Regions from separate parts of the Oryza sativa genome. Here region 1 is linked to region 2. Evidence: chromatin contacts called from public HiCAR-type data. All regions are on one chromosome and are shown on one strand. The core of a region is the stretch at or near the end of the contact, and the rest is flanking DNA. Distances in the headings are between cores, read along the strand shown.

Region 1 (6,899 bases), core at 1,883-4,382, 140 kb before region 2:
ATCCTGAAGTGACACATCAAAACAAAGGGCATACATCAATACCATGTACCACCGAAAACACAGTCATTGGAACTGACATCTCTGTTCTTCAAGACGAAAATATTGCAACCTACCCTCCAATCAGCTGGATACAGGTATGAATATCCATCTTTTGAATCCACATAAGACTTGTAATTCTTTGGCACTTCTGGAATATAGGAACAATCCGAGTTAGTATCATCTCATGGTGCCATAAAGGCTTAATGGCTACTTGAGAAGTGGGAACTTGTATGTAACATGCAGACAACCTAGTACTGAAATAAAACCATGCGACAGTTCAGATGGCCATGCCTTCAGCATATGCAGAGCTGCTCTTTAGCAGACCAGTGGCTAATGCTCCAGCACCAAGCAGAGCTAATCTCCTCCTTGTCACATCTGTAAGATGGAGAGATAATCAGCCAAAAAAAATGTTAATCTTCAGAAACAAAATGCATCGAGAGAACTGACAGAGAGGAATTTACTCTTTTCATCCGAGGATGCTTCACTCGAGCTAGCGTTGACGACTGACAGAGGAGACGCATTCAGCTTGCTGGTAACAGCACAATTTGGAGCAACCAACTGAAAACAACACCGATATAAAGTGGTGAAATAAACAAGATTCAGAAAACGATGAGAAGAGGGCACAAGCACACACCTGCTTGGAAACGGAGCAGATCAAATTCTGCAGGCTTGCCATTTCACCTGCAGGAGTAGCTATGAACCTGAAGAAAATACGTGTTCTTGCCTTCCTCCAGTCAAGTTATCCTTTGCTGCTAGGACTGGCTCGTTCGCTTTTCAAGTGTAGTCTGTGTGTCTGTGTGAGTGGAGGGCAAGGAAGCCAGGTCAGCATTTCCATTATCCTCATTAGAACTTTTGGCCTTGTCTCGTACTGAGCACTGACTGACAAAATGGGACCAATCCGTTCCTGTTGTGATTGTGGTGGAGATATGTGAGAGCTTTATGTTTTTCCAATTCTCTTTTTACCTTTTTTTTTGTACATTGACTTTGGCTGAAAAACAATATATGTACACACACACACACACGATCCTACCATCAGATCATGCGATACATATTCGATAGCTTCGATGTAACAAGAAAGATGATTTTGACTGTGCTTCAAACTTGGTAGATAAATAGTACAACAGCTGCGAACTAACGCATTTAGCCATAGCAAATAAGCAAAGCTGCAATTAGCAACCATAGTGCCACTAGCATAACAAGACTGAATTTGCTCCAGACTGTTCACAGCGAAAGGGGATGCTTGAAACAAAATTTTCAGGTTAACATAAATAATATACAACAGCAGCTAAGATATTTTGAGGCTAGTAGTTCTTTGGGGCAGGTTTCACTAAACCCAGTCCAGAACCACTCCCCAAATGCTTGAAATCTCTCGCCTCTAGACGCTCATCATGGGCAGCGAATCCAGTTCCTCCTTTTTCCAAAGGAACGAAATTCCTCTCCTTGCACGGTTTGTTGCACACCAAGCAGACCTTATCAGTTACAAGGAACTTGTCAGAGCACTTCTTGCAGAAGACATGGCCACACGTGCTGATCGTCACCAGGGACATGGTGTTTGTTAGGGTAGACTTGCAACTGGGGCACATGTAGCTCTTCTCCACCGACTTCTTGTTTTTCTGGTCGGTGTTTTCTTCAGTGAAGGAGATAGGGAAGAGCGATTTCAACTTGAGCTTCTCCTGTCCCTCGGGGCAGATTGTGTCAGTGGAGGGAGCTTCTACTTTGGCAGTAGCTTCAGGTGTAGCTGATGGAAGCCAGAATGCCTTCATGTTGCGAAGGGCTTCCTCCTCAAAGGAAGTAACCTTCACGCTGTTTGCTCCATGAAAACCATTCTTGTCTTCAGAGCCGCTGCGATCGTGGTATTGGGGGACGGCTCCATGATTCTGCTGATCAAAAGCGTCCAACTCCTTGGACTTTTGCAGCATACGCTTCTCATCCTCCTCTTCCTTCTCCAGCTTTTTCTGGGCCTCATGAGCAGCAAGTTTGCTGGAAGAACAAGAATTAACACTCAGAATTCCATCCGATTCATTCAGTTATACAAGCAGAAGATTTAAGATTATGTACGGAGATTTCAGATGTCCATTAGGCCACAGGAATTCTAGGTAAGCAAAGTACAAAAGGGAGACCACTTTGCCTATCAACACTAAGAGGTTAACAAACATACTGTGAAAACAAGCCAAAGAATGACATAGGTTTAGGTGCCTAAGGTACCATAGTCATGGCTACTGAGCCTGTACTATACAGGGTCTATCACCACGACATATTGGTGAAGGATCCTTCACCAGTCATCGACCGTGATGACATATGCTAGGCATATTAATCCAATGACCATTGGCAATTCGCAATAGGAGATCATTTCATTCTAAATTCAGGTGTGACCTAAAGCTAACGAAACAAATCTAACTTTTCCCCCACTAGTAATTCAATCAGGAATATCAAGACAAAACTACATCGCAGTATTGCGATTAGTTCCATCACAACATCTGCTGTGGCATGCAACCAAAACTCACAAGAGATGCCCTCCGAACGCCCAAGACGCTTGGACTTCGACAACTCGCAGGCTCAGCTCACAGCAACCAAATAGTCCAAATCCATACTATACAAGGAACGCAAGAATTCTTCAAGCAACTAGCAACCACCAACTTCACAATTCCGACAGCTAAACTGCCCAAATCTAAGATTAAACCGTTCATGATATGACCAATTGATGGACGGGATCGAATCTGGGGGTACCGCTTGATGTCCTTCTTCTGGGCGAGGAGGCACTCGAGGATGCACTCCTTGCAGAAGGTGTGGCCCTTGGGGCAGCAGAGCGGGTGGATGAGCGGCTTGAGGCAGAGGCAGCAGGCGTCGAAGGGCTTGATGGAGTCCTTGCCGAGGCGCTCCCGCTGCGTGCCGTACCCGAGCTTCCGCTTCTCCTCGTACGTGAAGAAGGCGAGGTCGTTGTTGTTCTTCGAGTGCCGCTGCGGCATCTTCGCTCCCCACCTTCTCCCTCTGCGCCGCGGCCGACGAGGAAGGCCGGTGAGTCGGCGAGCTTGGCGACGGCGAGGTTGGTCGGAGTCGTAACCCTAGATTCGAAGGGGAAGTGGAGAAGATGATGGGGGCTGACGGTGGGGGTGTGGCTGGGGGGAAGAGGAGGAGGTGGGCTCGAATCGGTTTCCCTCTTCCGTGGGTGGGTTGGGCTGGGAGTCCGTTCACGGCTAGGCCTCGGCTTAGTTTCGGCCCGTTCCGTGCGGTTGGCGAGCCTGCGGTCCGGACAGCGGTGTGGGTCGGGCCGCTGCCGAGAAGCCTCTCTTCTCGCCGTCGTTGTCCTCCCGTCGCGGGTGAGTCGCAGTCGCACGCGTAACGAGAGGCAGAGCAGGAGTCGTCTGCGAAACGAGACGGTGGAAACGGGAAAAAAAATTCTCTGCGCAGTCTCAGCGTGCGTGCGGCCGTGCATCGCATGGCGTATGTATGGGGTACAAGTGAGGCGATCCGTATCACAACGTTCCCGTGGTTCTCGTCACGTATCGAGAGAGCATGTTAGGAACGCGAGAGCCAAATTACGTTGTTACATGTAGTTTGTTATCAAATATATTGGTTATGTGTATGGAATTTTGACAACATTATTAAACCAATCATAAAATTTTGATAATTTTATTAATTTATCAAAATTTTAATATTGATAAATTTTGGTAAGGTTCATCTTGGCATCAATTAGAACAGACGCTAAGCCAAACCGAGTTGCTTCTCTTCTCCATATGCAAATGCTAACATAAGTTTAGACTAAAGCAGATACTACTGCTTGTGTGTGCTATATAAGTTGCTGACCTGCAGGTTCGCCTGTTCAAGGACGCACCATTGCCTATCATCCCGCACGCCAGAGCTCGACGTGTTTGCAGCAAAATCCTGCGGCGATTCCGAGGGATCAACCAGGAACATGTCAGGGTCGAAAGAATCCTCCTCCTGGCTTGAGCAAGCAAACTCATGGCCGGAGGACGGCACAACAGCACTGGTTGAACAAGCAGCAGCAGCAGAAGCAGCGGTGTTCTTGTGGCCGCCGGATCCAGCAAACCGGTAGGTGCATCCCGCCTCCGTGTGCGGAGCGTCTCGTTGCCCTTGCGGCGTCCCGGCGAACGGTTTGGGACCCATCCGCAGAGCGCGGCTGCAGCTGCTGTGGACCGCGAAGGCTGCTGCGTCAGGCGACGCGGATTGGGAGACGAGGGCTCTCCTCGCGAGCATCGCGTGGGCGTTCCTTCTTGCCTGGAGCTCCGCCAGTAGGATCTTCCCCTGGCTCCTCGCCTCGTCCCTCTCCTGCATCGTCCTGCGCGCGGCGGATGATAGCTTGCAGATTGTTTCGTCGGCGTCTGCAGATAGGGCGATTGTTCTTTGCAGCTCCAGCCTGATCCAGTAAAGCTTTTCCTCCAAACATTTGCGTTCCTGCAAACATAGGAAGGGACTTGGTAAAAGCTTTACTTTTGATTCACAAACTAACCATATCTGGTTAGTTGTAAGCTAGTATTATGGATGCAAAATTAGTACGTAGAAATATACAGTCACCTACTGGTAATTTAAAGTGTATTGTCATTGGATTTCTAGTTTTGCTTCTTAAGCCCATCAATTGGTAAGCGCATGTGTGGTCCAATTATGACATTGTAGTATTGAGCATACATTTCATGACGGTGAGAGTATTCAGTTTCTGCTCAAGTGGCTATTGACACTATACTTGTAGAGGTTCATGCAACTTGGTACATTGTTCTTTATTTTTTTTGGACCTTTGGTACATAATACTTATCTTGTCTATGCCACCATTTGAAAGAGTACTAAGATTAGATTAATATGTTTAACATGTTCAAGAACGACCGTTTGTCACCAAAAGATATAATACTGCCAAAAGATTAATGCAACTTGTAACATGATACAGCTTTGGCTACTTGCAATAAATCGTTGTTACCTAAAAGACATATTGCGATTTCGTTTTTGCCTGTGAAACATGTAGAAGATTTTAAAGACTACAATGTGCAGATGAACACTCCTACACAGGGTACCCTTGAGTCTGTAAGTAGATCTCCATTCTGGAGCACTACCTTCAATGAACGAACAAATGGCGAATGGCAGGCATTCTCTCGATGAAAACGGACAGAAATTTCAGAAGCAAATGAAGACGCGGACATACCTCTAGGTCCGCGGGCGACGCAAAATTATCTTTGTCAGCGAGACTCTGCTCCATAAGGTTGTTCTGAGTATTGTTCTCTCCACCTTCTCAGTATACTCTTGCTGTTCTCCTCTTTGCCTTCTCCTGTTGCCTCTTAGTCGCTGATATGGACAGGTGACATGAAACTACTGATCAGAAGGTTGATCGATTCAGCATTACGGCAGGTATCAACAAATGAGAAGGTCGAGCAATTCGGCTTTATACATATCAACGAATGGAAAGGGCAAATTTGCAGAAGGAATGCATATATACTCCCTTTAAAGCTTACCATACTTGCAACCTTATTAGCAATCACCCAATCGGAGTTACCATGTAAGTCAGGATAGAGTCAAAGATTCCATACATATCTATACAAAAACCATTACTGATAAATTCGACTGCATAAAACCTTGGAAAGCAATACAGCACCAACAAGATAGGTTGGTTTTTACATCATATCATATCGATTGTTTGGCATCCACATTCCTAAGATCGGAAACAATTGCATACAGAATCTGATTGCTGATACACGCTAAATTAAGAGGGTGATAATGGGCAAGAGATCTTGCCATCTTTACAACAATTGAGTAATTTTACAATTTGTTTTTCCTTATCACTTGTTATAGTGATTGACTGGCATGAGAGGACTTCTAGGAGTACGTGTCCCTTGATCCACATATCGCTTTCCTTTGTCCACTTCATCCAAATTGTTCTCTGATCTGAATTTCACCACCAAATCTGGTACAGGGGTTCTCAATTGCTCGATTGATTCTAAACTGTACGCATTAGTCATTAGCTCCCCTGGACGACGCCGAACTGGACTATTCGCCTGTTAGGTGGCCAGCATTAGTGATGAATGGTCATTAGATATGATAATTAAGGATGATATGATATAGTCATTGCATTTAGGGATTTGCCTTAGTCCTCTAAAAGCATTGAAAAATTGTATATCCCAGATGAATACAATTTTGTTATGGTTGATACAGGCTTAAAATATGGTTTGTAGCCTTTCTGTTATCTTCTATAATCATACATGGTAAAAGAATGCCCTTTCAATTATAGTCCAAACTGCACTGAGAAGAGCAATAGCTTACCTTATAATCCCTTTCAAGACATTTGGCTGTCATGCTTCTTATAGATTCGGTGCCTTGACTGTGTTTTGTGTCTAACATTTCCAAATGGTCTGAGGAAGTGGCAAACACAGTTTCTATTCTCATTCTACTTTCACTATCGCGCAAGTGAGAATCTGGAAATGAGCATGCACTATGTCAAGAAAAAACCCATCCTTGTAAAATAATTATGTAATCCAGGTAGTCAGGTGGATGTATTACCCTTGACAGCAGTCAACATGTCAGATGTAATGGCGGCAAACTTTGCATCATTCTGTGTAGAAACAATCAGCATCTTCTGTAATATGCTTTCATTTTCTTTTCTTGTTTCTCTGCATGAAAGAAAATAGTAAGTGAAGCCAGAAAAGGCTTTTAACTGAAAGGCTATCAGATCACCCATGATGGTTACTTCTTTAAAGAGGTGACAACTTACTCAATAAAATCATCAGCTTCCACCACTGAGATCTTATTCAGATGTTCTAAAGATGTTTCGGTATGTGACCAGTAAGAAACAGAATGTACAGTTTTCTTCAAGCTGCAGTCAACAATGCCCGTTTAGCATAATAAAAGTGGCAGTAGAAGCA
Region 2 (6,421 bases), core at 1,552-4,051:
ATAAGTTCACTTTATCCCTCAATTTGTCGTCAGTATGATTTTCGTTCCTGAACCGTAAAATTAGATACAACTTATTTTCCAACTTACAAAACTCGTTCCTGAACCGTAAAATTAGATACAACTTATTTTCCAACTTACAAAACTAAAACGTATTTTCTAACTTACAAAACTAGTACGGTTTAGATAGCGGTTTTGGCTGACATGACGTCTACGTGGCTAGTTTAACTAGTTTAACTAGGTCTTCATCCTATAGCATTGACATGACACTTACATGGCAATTATATATCGGAAAAATAATAAAAGCCATGGGCCCAGATATCAGCTACACAACAAAATAAATATGGTGGGTGGGCCCCACATGTCATCCTCTTCCCTCTTGGCTCTCCCTCCTCTTCCTCATCGCACCGCAGCGCCACCTCACAGCCATCGCCGCCATCGTTGTCGTCGTCATCCCAGTCCCCACCGTCTCTGATGACGACGGCGGCCGAAGCATGCCGGCGGAACAGCGGCGGCAGAGGTAGCCGAAGGAGGAGGAAGAGAAGGAGGTCGCCGGCGAGCGCGGCAACTGTGGCGGGTTATCTCCTCAGGCCGCCGCTCGCCGCTAGTAGCTCTTGAACACGCGGGAGGACTTCACAAGCGCGTCCCCTCCGCGCTGCACATCGCGCACCCATGCACGCTAGAGGACTTCACGGGGGGTGTCCTCTCCGCGACCGAGAGCGCAACACCTGCCTCGAGCTCCACAAGGCGTGTGGCCGGCGGCGACAGAGCAGAGGGGCGGCGGCGAGAAGAGGGACGGCAGCAGAGAGGGCGTCGGCCTGGATCTGCACGAAAGGGAAGGGCGGGTGGGCGGCGAGGAGAATGACGGAGCAGGCGAGCGAGGCGGGAGGTGGCGGAGCGAACCGACGGTGGGCGGCAACCTCGGCAAGGTGGGGAGGAGGCGGAGGGGAGCGCGGAGAGGTCGACGGTGACAGCCGGCGGGAAGAAGGCGAGCGTGCCGGAGATTGAGCAGAGGAACTCCGCCAGTGGGTCCGTCGTGAAAGACGACGATGACGAGGACATCGGCAGCTTGGAGGGCCGCGTCGGCGGCGAGGATGGGCGCCACCACGGCCAACCTCTCGCCTGCGGCGCCGGCGTTGTTGTTGTCGTCCTCCGTCGCCTTGCCCCTCGTCTGTGCCGCGGCCGCCGCCTGCTGGAGCCGCGTGGAGCGCCGCCTTGCCCCTCGCCTGCTCCGGCCGACGCCGCTCTGCCGGCCTGCTCTAGCTGCGGCCTGCCCCGCCCTGTCCCACCCCGCTCAGCCGGTCAGCCGCTCCGCCCCAGTCGTCGCCTGCTCCGGCTCGGAGAGAGAGGAATTATTTTTTGTGTAGCTGATATATGGTCCCACGATTTTTATTATTTTTTGGGATAAAATTGCCATGTAAGCGATACGTGGATGCCACGTGGGACGAAGACATAGTCAAAGGAGCTACGTAGGCGTCTCATCGGCCAAAACCGCCCTTCATACCACCGAGGGACCTCGTTTGCCCGGTTTTCGTAAGTTGGGGGATGGATCGTATTCGGTTTTGTAGTTAAGGGACGAAAATAGGACTGACCGACAAATAGAGAGACTAAGGGCCAGTTTGTTTTGTGACCAATGTTTTTGGTAAGGCCAACATGTGTTTGGATTGAAGCCAAATTAAACTAATTTGGCTATTAAAATGGCCTATGTTATATAGGCATGTCAAAAACATACACAATTATTGTTAAGGTTGCAAAAAAATTTGACAAGCCTAATTTAGGCCTGCCCTAAGTGACGATATGCATGGTCCCATGGCCATATGCTACCGTGTTCCGGCCCATGAACTACAGCTAAGGGCCTACATAGGTGATGCTGTCAGCCTGCCACAGGCACAGCCCAACGGCTAACCACTGTCGAGCCTCTGCACGAACACCGGACTGGCCCGGCACGCATAGCACCTGCGCAAACAGAGGGAATTTTTTTTCCATTTTTCATTTTTTATTTTTTAATATTTACAGAAATATTGTACCGACGAAAATATTTACAGAAATAGACCCTACCGCCCTCTCTGAGAGTGGCAGGGTGACGCGAGGGACGGACAAGTTGAAAAAAAAAACTAGAAAATATATTTTTGGTAGGGCGAAAATTGCATTTACTCCCTTGCAGCCTTTGTAGAGGGCGGCAAAGGACCTAAGTGCAAAATGCGCACACCTTGCAGCCCTCCACTTGGACGGCAGGGGCCATTGTGTAAATATTTTGGATGGTATAATATTTCTATAAATATTAAAAAAATTAAAATTAAAAATGAAAAAAATTCCTCAAACAGGCTCGTACAAGGCTCCTTCCATCTACCATCTCTTTCTATACGTTCCAGGTGGCGAAACGTAAGAGAAAAAGGAAAAAAAAAAAAGCAAAAGCCGTCTCCAAGAAGGCACAGACGCTATACATAACTCCAGCGTTTTCCACTTGGCGCGGGAACCCGCTCGAGCGGTCGAGCCGGACGGACCAACCTCCCAAAGGAAACCAAAAGAAGATCTCACGTCGTCGCACCCAACCCACCAACCACCCGCCGCACGAAACCTGCGAGCGAACCGAGAGAGATCACCATCCCCCCGCACCGTTCTGGAGACGTCCCGTGCGCGCGCCACAACACCCGAACCCTCCACAAGCCTTAAGCCCGGCCCCGAGCCGAAACCGCCTCCGCCTATTCGCGCCACCCACATCACGCCCCTACTCGAACATTCGTGAACGCCGCGCCGCTCTGCTCCTATATAAGCAAATCCCCTCCCTTTGCCTTTCTCCCCCACCAAAGTCGAGAGATCGAAGCGAAAAAAAACAGAGCAAAATCGTCCCAGCGCGAGCGAATCAGAAGAGCAACAACACAACTCGATCGTTCATCAGCGGAGAGCTTGATTTGATTTGATCGGAAGAGAAGAAAGATGGCGGGCAACAAGGGAGAGGGCCCTGCGATCGGCATCGACCTCGGCACGACCTACTCGTGCGTCGGCGTGTGGCAGCATGACAGGGTGGAGATCATCGCCAACGACCAGGGCAACCGCACCACGCCGTCGTACGTGGCCTTCACCGACACCGAGAGGCTCATCGGCGACGCCGCCAAGAACCAGGTCGCCATGAACCCCACCAACACCGTCTTTGGTAAGTGCCCCGCTCCTTTGCTTCCGCCTTCAATTATTTGATTTTTGGTGTCAAAATTATGGAATTAGTTTCTTTTTCTAATCAAATCAAACTTGGTAAATTTAATTAAATTTATTAAAAAATAGCAACATCTAAAACACAAAATTATCACTACATCTAACACCTAACATTAAGACCTCTATTCTCTACCGTTACATTACGGCTTGTTTGGTAACTCGAGGGAAAGAGATTGAGAGTTTACACGAGAAAATTGATGATGAGATTAAAATGGGAATTTGATTTTTAATCCTATATCTTGTTTGGTAGAGGCGATGGAAATTGATAGGGAGTTTAGTTGGAGATTAGATCATTAATAAAAATGGATGGATGAGATTTGCTTAGACAAAATAAAGGGGATCTCTTCCAATTACCTGCCCCTACGCAGGTATTAAAAAGGAGGGAGTTCCTTCCTCAATTCCCCATCCCATCCCACCAAAATTTCCATGTCTCTCAACCAAACAAAACACTTAATAGCCTCATCCTTCTGAACTCCCAATCCCTTCTAAAAACTCCCTCCAACCAAACGTGCCAATGAGGGCTTCAGGCCCTAGTTAAAAAAAATAAAAATCTAAATCTAACATGCAATGTACTAAATATTAAAATATATTTGTTCACATCTATTTATATTATTAAAGAAATAGAAAAAGGAGCCTCCACGTCCGCTCTCATGGCCTCGTTCGTTCTCATGGCCTAGAAATTCTCACATTAATTGGAGAAAAAGAAAAAGCAGAGTACATATAGAAATACAATTTAGAAATAGCTGAAATTTGGAATTAAAAAATAAGGAATATTAGAAAAGGAGACTAGAGTCCATATAGAAATACAATTTAGAAATAGTTGAAATTCAGAATTAAAAAATAAAGAATATTAGAAGAGGAGACTAGAGTCCATATAGAAATACAATTAGGAAATAACTGAAATTCGGAATTAAAAATAAGGAATATTAGATGTAGAGTATAGAGTCCATATAGAAATACAATTAAGAAAAAATAGAAATTCGGAATTAAAAAATAAGGAATATTAGAAGTAGAGTATAGAATCCATATAGCAATTTAAAACTAACTAAAATTAAGAATAAACATAATAAAATTAAAATTAGAGTTTTGAGTCCGTATAAAAATACAATTTACAAATAACTGAAATTCGAAATTAAGAAAAACATGGGAAGAAGAGTTTAAAGTCAATATAGGAATACAATTTGGAAGTAATTGAAATTTGAAATTAAAAATTGAAGAATATTGAGAGATGAGTTTAGAGTCCACCTAGAGATACAATTAGAAATAATAAAAATTCAGAGATAAAAATAAATATATTGGAAGAAGAGCCTAGAGCCTATATAGAAATACAATTTACAGAAAATTCGGAATTAAAAAAAGAAATATTAAAAGACGAGTCTAGAGTAGATATAGGAATATATATAATTTACAAATAACTAAAATTTGATATTAAAAATAATTAATAACTAACACGTATATAAAATACAATATGAATACTACATATTTGTAGTTTTGTAAACTTATTGCAAAATTTAAAATTATGATGTTATTCTAATATATTTGAATAATATAATGAGAAAACATATATGCTATTACATGAGAAAATATACTGATGCTAGCCGCGCAATCTGCGCGGGCCACCATGCTAGTTCAAAATATAGCTGTGTTTTTTCTATAAACCTGATCATTTTTTTAAAAAAATAAAATATTTGATTAAAACAATCAAAACAACAGATAATATGAAACTGGGAAGTATTCATGAGCCGTAGGAGTTACACTTGCAACACATCTTGCTCTGTTTCCTCTGTTTTGGCGGCAGATGATGAGGATCACTAGCATGAACTTGTAATTTAAATTCACTTCGATTGCCGCAACCTGATTACTGTAAGATCATGTAGTTGCGCACACGGGGGAATTGAAAAATAACTCAAAAATCCAGTTAGTACAATTTTATATGGGTAACAAAATTTTATATGGGTAACAAAAATAACTCACAAATCCAGTTAGTACAATTTTATATGAGTAACAATAATGTTCAAATGTCGTAACACGCTGTGTGTGTCTTGCAGATGCAAAGCGGCTGATCGGGCGGCGCTTCTCGGACCCGTCGGTGCAGGCGGACATGAAGATGTGGCCGTTCAAGGTGGTGCCTGGCCCAGCCGACAAGCCGATGATCGTGGTGACGTACAAGGGCGAGGAGAAGAAGTTCTCGGCGGAGGAGATCTCGTCCATGGTGCTCACCAAGATGAAGGAGATCGCCGAGGCCTTCCTCAGCACCACCATCAAGAACGCCGTCATCACCGTCCCGGCCTACTTCAACGACTCCCAACGCCAGGCCACCAAGGACGCCGGCGTCATCTCCGGACTCAACGTCATGCGCATCATCAACGAGCCCACCGCCGCCGCCATCGCCTACGGCCTCGACAAGAAGGCCGCCAGCACCGGCGAGAAGAATGTCCTCATCTTCGACCTCGGCGGCGGCACCTTCGACGTCTCCATCCTCACCATCGAGGAGGGCATCTTCGAGGTCAAGGCCACCGCCGGCGACACCCACCTGGGAGGCGAGGACTTCGACAACCGGATGGTGAACCACTTCGTGCAGGAGTTCAAGAGGAAGCACAAGAAGGACATCACCGGCAACCCGAGGGCGCTCCGGCGGCTGAGGACGGCGTGCGAGAGGGCGAAGAGGACGCTGTCCTCCACCGCCCAGACCACCATCGAGATCGACTCGCTCTACGAGGGCATCGACTTCTACGCCACCATCACCCGCGCCCGCTTCGAGGAGCTCAACATGGACCTCTTCCGCCGGTGCATGGAGCCCGTGGAGAAGTGCCTCCGCGACGCCAAGATGGACAAGGCCCAGATCCACGATGTCGTCCTCGTCGGAGGCTCCACCCGTATCCCCAAGGTGCAGCAGCTCCTGCAGGACTTCTTCAACGGGAAGGAGCTCTGCAAGAGCATCAACCCCGACGAGGCCGTGGCGTACGGCGCCGCCGTCCAGGCCGCCATCCTCAGCGGCGAGGGCAACCAGAGGGTGCAGGACCTGCTCCTCCTCGACGTCACGCCGCTCTCGCTCGGGTTGGAGACGGCCGGGGGTGTCATGACCGTGCTGATCCCGAGGAACACCACCATCCCAACCAAGAAGGAGCAGGTCTTCTCCACCTACTCCGACAACCAGCCCGGCGTGCTCATCCAGGTGTACGAGGGCGAGAGGACGAGGACCAAGGACAACAAC

What was found. HiCAR-type assays count read pairs that join an accessible place to other places.
Region 1: a contact with region 2 is called in a HiCAR-type map of leaf, with 2.1 times the contacts expected there. The contact joins the promoter of LOC4332437 here to the promoter of LOC4332420 in region 2. A contact is called at or near these places in 2 of 15 Hi-C or Micro-C datasets (leaf and panicle) and 1 of 4 datasets of contacts at active chromatin or transcription factors (leaf).

Annotation. Positions count from the first base shown.
Region 1 is chr3:9,599,901-9,606,799 of ASM3414082v1, reverse strand. It overlaps LOC4332437 (E3 ubiquitin-protein ligase CSU1), which reads right to left and starts at 3,132. Exons shown (of 2, transcript NM_001425735.1): 1 at 2,767-3,132; 2 at 1,078-2,019. The coding sequence starts at 3,005. The coding sequence ends at 1,341. It overlaps LOC107278712 (kinesin-like protein KIN-5B), which reads right to left. Exons shown (of 22, transcript XM_015773437.3): 19 at 6,749-6,850; 20 at 6,538-6,647; 21 at 6,301-6,452; 22 at 5,589-6,035. The coding sequence ends at 5,820. LOC9267250 (photosynthetic NDH subunit of lumenal location 1, chloroplastic) reads right to left here and starts at 835. Exons shown (of 8, transcript XM_015775085.3): 1 at 674-835; 2 at 501-597; 3 at 331-414; 4 at 114-187; 5 at 1-3. The coding sequence starts at 715.
Region 2 is chr3:9,462,904-9,469,324 of ASM3414082v1, reverse strand. LOC4332420 (heat shock cognate 70 kDa protein) reads left to right here and starts at 2,801. Exons shown (of 2, transcript XM_015775442.3): 1 at 2,801-3,151; 2 at 5,256-6,421. The coding sequence starts at 2,935. It overlaps LOC136355727 (a long non-coding RNA gene), which reads right to left and starts at 1,309. Exons shown (of 2, transcript XR_010740039.1): 1 at 901-1,309; 2 at 13-821.